Linked DNA regions of Mus musculus: region 1 is linked to region 2. Evidence: chromatin contacts called from public Hi-C data. All regions are on one chromosome and are shown on one strand. The core of a region is the stretch at or near the end of the contact, and the rest is flanking DNA. Distances in the headings are between cores, read along the strand shown.

Evidence for each region. A called contact is a pair of places that touch in the nucleus more often than the background predicts.
Region 1: a Hi-C map of liver shows a contact between it and region 2, with 6 times the contacts expected there. The contact joins two enhancer-like sites. A contact is called at or near these places in 8 of 484 Hi-C or Micro-C datasets (ECoMG-derived neutrophils, the HPC-5 cell line, embryonic fibroblasts and 4 more) and 2 of 115 datasets of contacts at active chromatin or transcription factors (bone marrow-derived dendritic cells and fibro-adipogenic progenitors).

Annotation. Positions count from the first base shown.
Region 1 is chr19:21,506,099-21,511,214 of GRCm38.p6, reverse strand. No RefSeq gene overlaps it. Among named protein-coding and RNA genes, the nearest start is that of Gda, 36 kb to the right of the region's middle. Within about 2 kb of position 3,189, at least 18 of the 459 cell types and tissues checked have an H3K27ac peak or open chromatin away from gene starts, as enhancers often do. A contact at or near this core is called in liver, where this site is marked.
Region 2 is chr19:21,436,883-21,441,637 of GRCm38.p6, reverse strand. The region is part of intron 1 of Gda (guanine deaminase); the gene reads left to right. Among named protein-coding and RNA genes, the nearest start is that of Gda, 33 kb to the left of the region's middle. Within about 2 kb of position 2,012, at least 29 of the 459 cell types and tissues checked have an H3K27ac peak or open chromatin away from gene starts, as enhancers often do. A contact at or near this core is called in liver, where this site is marked.

The sequences.
Region 1 (5,116 bases), core at 1,940-4,439, 68 kb before region 2:
CTCCACCAGAGAACTCCTACAGCTAATAAACAACTTCAGCAAAGTGGCCAGATATAAAATTAACTCAAACAAATCGGTAGCCTTCCTATACTCAAGGATAAGCAAGCTGAGAAAGAAATTAGGGAAACGACACCCTTCACAATTGTCACACACAATACAAAGTATCTTGGTGTGACTCTAACCCAACAAATGAAAGATCTGTATGACAAAAACTTCAAGTCTCTGAAGAAAGAAATTGACGAAGATCTCAGAAGATGGAAAGATCTCCCATGCTCATGGGTTAGCAGGATAATATAGTAAAAATGGCCACCTTGCCAAAAGCAATCTGCAGATTCAATGCAATCCCTATCAAAATTCCAACTCAATTCTTCATAGAGTTAGAAAGAGCAATTCTCAAATTAATCTGAAATAACAAAACACCCAGGTTTGTGAAAACTATTCTCAACAGTAAAAGCACCTCTGGGGGAATCAACATCCCTGACCTCAAACTGTACTACAGAACAATAGTGATTAAAAAAACCTGCATGGTACTGGCACTGCGACAGGTAGGTAGATCAATGGAATAGAATTGAAGATCCAGAAATGAACCCACACACCTATGATCACTTGATTTTTGACAAAGGAGCTAAAACCTTCCAGTGGAAAAAAGACAGCATTTTCAACAAATGGTGCTGGTTCAACTGGTGGTTAGCATGCAGAAGAATGCAAATAGATCCATTCCTATCTCCTTGTACAAAGATCAAGTCCAAGTGGATCAAGGACCTCCACATAAAACCAGATACACTGAAACTAATAGAAAAGAAAAGTTACTGTGCTTAATAGAGGTCCATATCTTGCTGTACTTGGCTCTTGTATACAAGGCTAAGTGAACTCCCTCGGAAGACCACAAGGTGGAGTGTGGAGAGAGCCTGGGCAGCTTTTCTGATCAGTAGCATGAACCAGAGCTTGTGTGGAGCCATCTAGCACACCTCTCCCTGAAATAAGAGACGGGTTAAGTGGATGAGACTTGGGGTCCAAAATGTTTCTCGGATATTCTTCAGACATGTATGCACTTACAAATACACAACAAGGCTGTCTATAGATGCATACATTTCTATACATGAATCATGTAACTTACACAAATATGAAATCATGCAGTCCATGCTGTTTGGCAACTAGCTTGCTTCTCTTGTGGACACAGATCTAATCTTGTAGCTACACAGACACCTTCATCTTTTTAAGCTCTGTAGGAGGTGCCAGAAAGATTTCTGTCTGCTGCAGTTGTGTTTCTTTACTTATGAAAAGAAAATGACTCTTGTCAAAGAAAAGATTTCCATGCCTCCACATCTAATGAAGTATGTGTGTGGTATATTTGTGTGTATATGTGTTTGTGTGGTGTGTATGTGTGCATTCACATGTGTATGCCTGTATATATATGTAGGATGGGTGTGTATGTATATGTGTTAGTGGTGTGTGTATTTTGTGCATGCACGAGTCTGTGGGTACACATTCGTATGCATATGCCCATGAAAACACCATAAAAAGATGTTGGATGTCTTCCCTTGTGGATCTCCACTCTGAGGTAGGCTCTTTCCCTGAACTGGATGCTCAATGTTTCATCCAGACTGGCTCACTAGTTAGCCCCCCAGGACCCAGCTGTGCCTGCTCCCATGGGCATGCACCCGTGACCAACTTTTATGTGGACGTTGGAAATTGAACTCAGGCCTGCACGCTTCTATAGCAAGTGTTATTACTCACTGAGCCACAGTGAGTTCATTTCCCCACACATCTAATGTAGACATCCCTTGCTGTCATCTTCCTTGATGTGTGTTCTTTGTCGTTCTTATGGGGTGTATTTTCTTTGCTCCAAGCTACATAGCTTTAAAAGAATCGAGTCATGATTATAAGATAGAACAAGGTTCATTTTTTTTCTTGCTTTTTTTTAAAAAGTTTTTTTTTTCAAGCTGCCTGTCCTTGGATTTTCTGAAAGCAGGGGAAAAAAGCTCAAAAATGTTTAACTTGATGTTTGAAGAGGATATCTACTAATTATAGTTTGCAGGCATGTGCAACAAAATAACACACATGTGGATTACAGCACTTGGCACTCTGCTCACTCTGAGTGAAGTAGGCTATGATTAGTTGAGAATTATGTGGGTAGGACACAAATGAAGGGATTGTAACAATTAAGTGAAAAGACGTCGTTTTCTTCTTTTCATGTCAGTACATTTTAACGCCTTTCAGAAGCCAATCTCACTTAATTGAAATCGCTACAGGAGACTTAGGAGTACCTGTTCCAAGCTTTTAGTAACTTGTATAATTTGGAGCTGACACTGGGGACCAAGATTACAAAGCATAATGTTTATGTTGGTTAGGATGCAAAATGGACAGAGAAGAATGGAATCTCAGACACCTTGGGTTCTGGATGCCATAGCAAATTCATGTAGAACAACTGGTTTGATGGGACTTTTTCATGTCTCATCTGAGGGAGGGGACATATAAGGTCAAGCTGCTGGCAGACTCGGTGTTCTGCTGTGCCTTCTCTTTCTGGCTTATAGACAGTGGCTTCTCACAGTATCTCCACATGGGAAACCAAGGGCACTCTGCTGCCTCTGTCTGTAGTGGCCTTAATCCCATTGTAGGGGTGCTACCCTCAGTACTTCATCTACAATATGAACTGTCACACCTAGTCAATGTGGTGCTGGGGATCCAAGCCACAGAACCTCATGTGTGCTAGAATAACACTTTGTCATGCATTTCTCATATTAGCATAAAGACAAAATAAATTACAAACAAAATACTAAGTAAGATGTAAAACCCATAAAACTTAAATTATGTTGACCAGAGACGATATTTTTCTCACAGTGAATTGGGCAGATTAACTGGAAAAACACCAAAAGTATTTACTAGTAATTTCTATCGATAGTCAGGGTCCAAAGCAATTAAGTTTTCTTGTAAATCTAATGGTTAGGATCTTGTTAATGACTCCGAGTCGGTGAAATTGTTCAAGTGCCAATTTTAATGAAATATCCTAACTGAATTATCTTACTTACTTGAAGATGTGGTAACCACGTTGCCTTTGCCCTCTGAACGCCACATTAATTATTATCTAGTTATATTACTAACAGAAAGTAAAACCAAAAGTTTACCAGATGAGTTATATGTTAACTACCATTCAAAAATATGTCTTATCTGTTCTGCATAGTTGCTGACGTAGCCTGAAATCAGGTCCTCGTGAACTGGGCAAGTCTCCAGAGCTGCTCTGCTCTATGGTGAGTTTGGTTTCCAGCCACTTTTCTTTTTGAAGTGGTGTTCACTATTCAAAGACAATGTAACAGCCAACTCTTCCCCTCCCCCCACATTTTCAGCAGTAGAACCCAGAAAAGCTCACATCTGACTTACACTAAATTCTGGTTGGAAGCATTTTTGTGCTTGTCCTTTAAGGATCTATCCTGCCTTCATTGTGGCTTTATTTGCCTTTACTCTTTAGGACTCATCTGCTCAGTCACCAAAGCTGACTAAAGACTCTGTGGTGAAGTAGAATTTGGGGTGCAGTTGCGACAAGTACTTGGAGTCTGGGTATTTCCAAGATGGCCTCGGGTATTTCCAAGGTGGCCTCGGGTATTTCCAAGGTGGCCTCTTGTTGAGAATGAAACAAAAGTCTGCATAGAAAGCAAAGTATCAAGGAACGGTTACTTCAAGGCAAAACAACAGTTGGGGTCAGAAAGCACTTGTCAAGAGGACAATGGGAATTCAATCTCCAATGCAACAATGTTTCGAAGTAGGATTCTGAAAATGTTCTGAGATTCTGGGGTTGCTGAGGTTTTGTTTTAACAACTGGAATAATGTTATCATGGAGGGAATGGGTCTACTGACCTTGTAGCTACTGCATCTGTCATAATAATGCAAGCCACTCTCTAAAGTCTTTCTGTCTAGTCTCTCTCGCCCTCCCTCCCTCCTTCACTCCCTCCCTCCCCCCTCCCTGCCCCTCTCTCCTTCTTTAATGAGATATTACAACAAAATGCCCTTACCAGATGCAGGTAACCCAGAAGAGTAAGACATAAATTTCTATCTTTTATGAACCACTCAATCTTGGATATTCTGTTATAGCAACAGAAACAGACTAAAAGAACACACATAGACACTGCTTACATTCTGTCATGCAGAAGTCAGTCATTTGGCCAAATCATACCCTAAATCATGGAAGCTTAGTACCTGCAGTCTCGCTATGCACTAAAAGGAAAAGAAAACAATAAATAAACGCACAAGAGTCCTTATTGTGTAAATATACTTTTAATATATTTCTTATATAAATAAGAATTTATATATAAAATTATTTATGTATAATCAGAATTTCTTACATAAGCCAAACCATAAACACAAATACCGAAATAAATCCTCTTGTATGTGTTATGCCCCAGTTTAGATGGCCATCATTAAGAAATTTGCTTCTTAAATGCTCTCTCTCTCTCTGTATGTATGTGATGAAATAATGCCATTAAATGTTAAAATTTTCTTTGAAATCTGCAGGAATTTTGAGAAAATGTATCTTAAAGAGCTCTGAGCCTTAGTTTTAGAAAACATTTTCCTAACGGAATCTCTGCCCTACTCAAGCTGAAATGTTTTCTCTCTATCTCCACAGCCCCAGTGATACTGCCTTGGATTTTGTCTGCACAGACTACCTGCCTAGACTGTATCTTTCTTTTTCAAAAACTGATACAAGTTACCGAGTGTGTAGCCAATGGCACTGCCTTCTATGATTTTCGATTTATTTTTCAAAACATTTGTCTTATATAGAATCAGAAATATGTTCTTATCATCATTAATTTATGAGTAAGTAGCTTGCTTTATGAAGTGGATTATAAACAAGAATCTGGAGAAATTTTGCACACAAGAAAGCAGGCAGGCAAACAGGAAGAGTGTTAGGGATGTTTTAAAAAGTTTAACTCAAACTTAAAATATTTTTTCTTTTCTGTTTGTTAATATTAAGGTGATTTTTATAAAATAATGACTTGATTATCAGGAGTCATATTGCTTATTTTTTTAATTTAATTTATTTATGAACTTTACATTCTGATTGCAGCAGTTTTAACTATCTTTTGCTAGTAACTAACCATATATCATTAGTAACTATCTATTT
Region 2 (4,755 bases), core at 763-3,262:
AGGCCAGACAAGGTAGCCATGAAGCCTGAGCTGCCTACCTGTTACTTATGTGCCAGGGGACTCGTTCCAATCCTTGTATGCCCTTTGGTGGGCAGCCTAAACTTCTGAGAGCTCCCAGGAGTGGAGGTTTGTTGACTCTTGGTCTTCCTGTGAGGTTACCATCTCCTTCAGGGCCTTCCATCCTTCCCCAATCTTTTCTGAAAGTGTTTTTGACCTCCATCTAATGTTGGGCTGTGTGTATCTGCATCTGTTTCAGTCCACTGCTGGGTAGAGCCTGTCAGAGGTCAGTTATGCTAGGCTCCTGTCTCCGTGCATAACAGAATATTATTAATAATGCTAAGAATGGTCTGCTTATGCTCCTGCCTTGGCTTCTGTCAGTGGCAGACAATGATCAGATATAAGCCAAAGAAACCCTTTCTTCCCCAAGTTGGTTTTGGTCAGTGTTTTATCACAATGAAATAAGACAAACTATAAGTTTGGTTCATGCTTTAAGTCAGCTGACTTCTCTCACGTTGATTTCATCAGAGTATTTCATCACAATGACAAGAAACTAAGACATTCTTCCCATCGAAATCCTTCATTGCACCCGTTCTAAACATTGGTGACAAAGCCTTACATAATCATAACCACAAAGATTAGGAAATTAACGTTGGTGTAATTCTGCTACACAACGAGATCCCCTTCGAGCCTTCCTCATGGTCTCAATAATGTCCTTAAATGTCCCTTCCTCCCTCTGGTGCAGAATTGGCTCCAAAATCCCAAGTCCCACTTGTGTGCCACACTTCACTTGCCTTTCACCTGGGGCAAGTTTTGGTCTTTCTTCATAGTTTATGTGCCAGATACTTTTCAAGAATAAGAACTCTTACACTGACCCTCAGGTTAGTTTGCATGTTTCCTCGTGATGAGCTTCAGATGATACATGTGAGAAGGAATGTCAGAATCAATGTGGCGTTCCCAGTGCGTCATGTCAGAAGGTGGTGGTGTGTCCTGCTATTGTCGATGATGATGTTAGCAATGTGGGTGGTCTTTGCCATGTTTCTTCACTGTGAAGCTATTATTTTCTTTGTAAAATAAGTGTTATGGGAAGGTTCTTCTTTGATAATTATTTGAGTATCCTGCTGTGCAACCAAATCTCAGATCCAGGTTTTAGCATTTAGTTTTATAATGGATTTTAAATGCTTATTTTTCAATGAATTCCCTTCATGTTTTTGTATTGCAGTTTGTTTACCGGTCTACTGAAGAATGTATTGTTGTGTCTCCCTAAACTTAAAATATTTAGTATTTGAGCTTCTGGAGAACTTTCTGGTTTTTTTTTGTTTTTTTTTTTTGTTTTTTTTTTTTTTTTAAGATTTATTTATTTATTGTATGTAAGTTCACTGTAGCTGTCCTCAGATACTCCAGAAGAGGGCATCAGATTTTGTTACGGATGGTTGTGAGCCACCATGTGGTTGCTGGGATTTGAACTCGGGACCTTTGGAAGAGCAGTTGGTGCTCTTAACCTCTTAACCACTGAGCCATCTCGCCAGCCCCCCTTTCTGTTTTTTAAATCACCTCTAGTTTCTATTGCCAGACAAGCAATCAACTGCCTGGAACAATCTCTAGGCAGATGATTTAGCCCAGCAAATACTCCTGTTTGTTCTGCACCTGGGATGATCACACAGCCTGGTGGTCTGCTCTCTTATTTACAAAAAGAATATTAGATCAGAAAATCTAAGCCCTTCATGGTATTCTTTGGTGCCGTCGTGGTAATTTTCACTTCACTCTGCCTAGATAGGCTGACTTTTGTTTTTTAAACCATATCTTACTCTTTCATTAATCAGTTTGACCCGAATTACATGAATATACCAATGTTTGTCTTTGCCAAGTGTTTTAGCAGTCTCTGAAGTATAATATCTTTCATCTGGTCCTATCACAGTGACTTGAGTAGGATTTTGGGATGAGTACAGACACATGCTACCTCCTTTTGTTGCATAGCTGAGCTATTTCACAATTATCCAGAAGTTATTCTAGGTCATGGCCACAAGCCTTTTGCCCAAATTTTCCATCTGGTGTTTGGAGCCTGTATCTTGCAGGGACTTGTGTCATAAACTGATATTTATTATTTATCTGCCTTCAGCTTAAGTCTTTCTGACATCATTAGTGCTTATCCTACATAGCCCTCATTTCACACGAGAAACATTTGGACTTGTTTACTTAACAGAAGGGAATCAAGTTGCTCATCTGGACAACTAAGGGTTTGGCTGAGAGAGCCTCTGCTGGCTGGAACTTGCTATGGTTTCAGGAAACCTTGGTTTTAGAGATCCGTGTATGCATTTGACAGCTTGCCTAGAACGAGACCATGGCCTGTAAGGAGGAAGGCCTGTGGGCCTTGCCAGGCTCTTGAATGAACAATCAAGCAAATGGCATCCCAAACCCTGAAAGTCTAGAGGTAAGGAAGCCACTGAACCAGGAAGAATGCATCAACCATATTTTCCTGCAGCTTTTTAGAGATTTCTTAAAAAATAAACCCCGAAGGCTGACCATGACTTACAATGTGTGCTTATCTTTGGTCTGGATTCCTTCCACTTGTTTCCCTAGAGTTGAGCTGGTTGTCCACTAGTATGTTTGTAGTTTCTGAACATATTGGACATACCCCATATTGATCTTTTGGTGCCCTCAGGGAATTCAGGTTACTCACCCTCACGTCAGAAAAAGCCATGCTTAAGAAGCATCTCTCTGAGAGACCATTGTGTATGTCCTACAGTCTGTCTGTTGTTCACTTTCCATTACAGCATGTCATGCTAATGCCATATGTGTTATACACACCACGAATTGATTGCTCCCAACCCCTTCGAAAATGCTGTTTAACAAGAGGTCCACAGACAGTATTGGATGGACGAAAATACAAATAAGAACAAGATAAAAGTTCTCCCAACCCACAGTTCCGATAACATTGACCATATGCCTTCAGCTCAGTGCCTCTTTCTGCTTTTCACTTCCTCACCTCTGTTCCTGTCCCTTCCATCCCTTTTTCTTCCACTTGATATCTATCAGGTATCAATTCCTTCCTCTTACTGTCAGATTCTGACCTTTCCTGCCTGTACCACTGTTCCTCCATGCAGTGGGAGAAGGGCTTCACTGTGCTCCCCCAAACATCCCCCTCTTACTCCTTATCTATCTGGGCATATTTTAACTCCTCAGCCACATAGGCTCTGTGTGTAGAGAATAGACATCCACATACATATCTGCATGTGCACCCATATCCACATATACCATATTATCAAAAGTGTCATTATAAATACATGGTATCTAGTAATCTAGATTTTAAACAGATTCTTTAACATTACATTCTTATTGAAAATATTTAATCTGAATCCTGTGTTTCTACCCTGTCTTTGACCATTTAGTTCCCAGGTAAAAACACACATAACCTTTATATTTATCATAAGCCTTAATCAGCTCTACAATCAGCACTACAACTGGGCAGATATCTATCCACTATGCTATTATGTCTATTTCCCAGCTAATAATCCCATTATATAACTTGCCATGTTTTATCTGGGCTGCCCTTACCCAACTTTGCCAACCCAGATGGCCATTATTTTAAGATTCTTAACCAATGGTGGCTTCTCTTCTCTTCTTTCTTCTTCTCTTCCCCCTCCTCATGGTCTCTTCCAATCCCAAAGCCAGAAGCACCAAGCCCCACCTATCCCAATTTTGCCCAACTACAGGCTGTGTGCACCTTTATTCACCAATCATAAATGACTTGGGGACAAGGTCATATATCATTTGGGTCTACATGTGAACTGTCTCATCTCTTGGGCAACTAGGTTTTGGGGACCTGCACTTAGCATTACAATACATAGCAACAGACCAAACCTCAACATTGTATAAAGGATAATTTTCCATTCAGCAGATATGTCTTCATTATTTTAATCATTGTTCTGCTTTGTTGTATCTAGCTAGTCCTCTCTGACTTTGAGATAACAGTCTTTCACTATGTGTGGTGTATACTTTGAAACGAGATGGAGAGATAGTTTTGTAGAGAGGGTAGCTATAAAACCAGCACTGTGAATGCCTATACTATGAGTTCCCAGGAGAGATAATCTTCACTCTTAAAAAAAAAAAAGAGTTTTGAAAAGCAGTATAAGATTTTAAACTTTTAAACCCTGGTGGTATGCATGACTTACTGGATATAGATATGTAGAGTCCAATATTTCTAGCACTTAAAAAGTATTCACTCCTTCAAATTAAACCGTGATATGATAACATGTACCTTTAATTTTAGCACTTGGGAGGTGGAGGCAGGCTGATCTAAGAGTTCAAGGTCAGCCTGGTCAACATAGCAATTCTGGACATGCCAGGGTGACATAGTGAGACCAAAATATAGACTTTCTCTTTCCCCCCTCTTATTTACTTATTTATTTACATCCCAAACGCTGCTCCTCCCTCCTAGTCCTCCCCCCAGAGTCCCTCCTCCTTCCCTCCTCCCCTACTTGAGAGGATGGGCCCCTCCCCTAGGTAGCCCCTGACTCTGGTGTATCATCAAGTCTCTGCAGGCTTAGAAGCATCTTCTCCCACTGTAATCCTGTTGGGGAATGGATTCCACAGCCTTAGGGAGAGCCCTGCGATACCCACATAGAGATTGAGCTGCATGTCTGCTACATATGTCCTAGGAGCCTTGGTCCAGCTCGTGTATGCTCTTTGCTTGGTGGCTCAGTTTCTGAGGGCTCTCCGAGGCCCATGTTAGTTGACTGCTTGTCTTCCTGTGTGGTT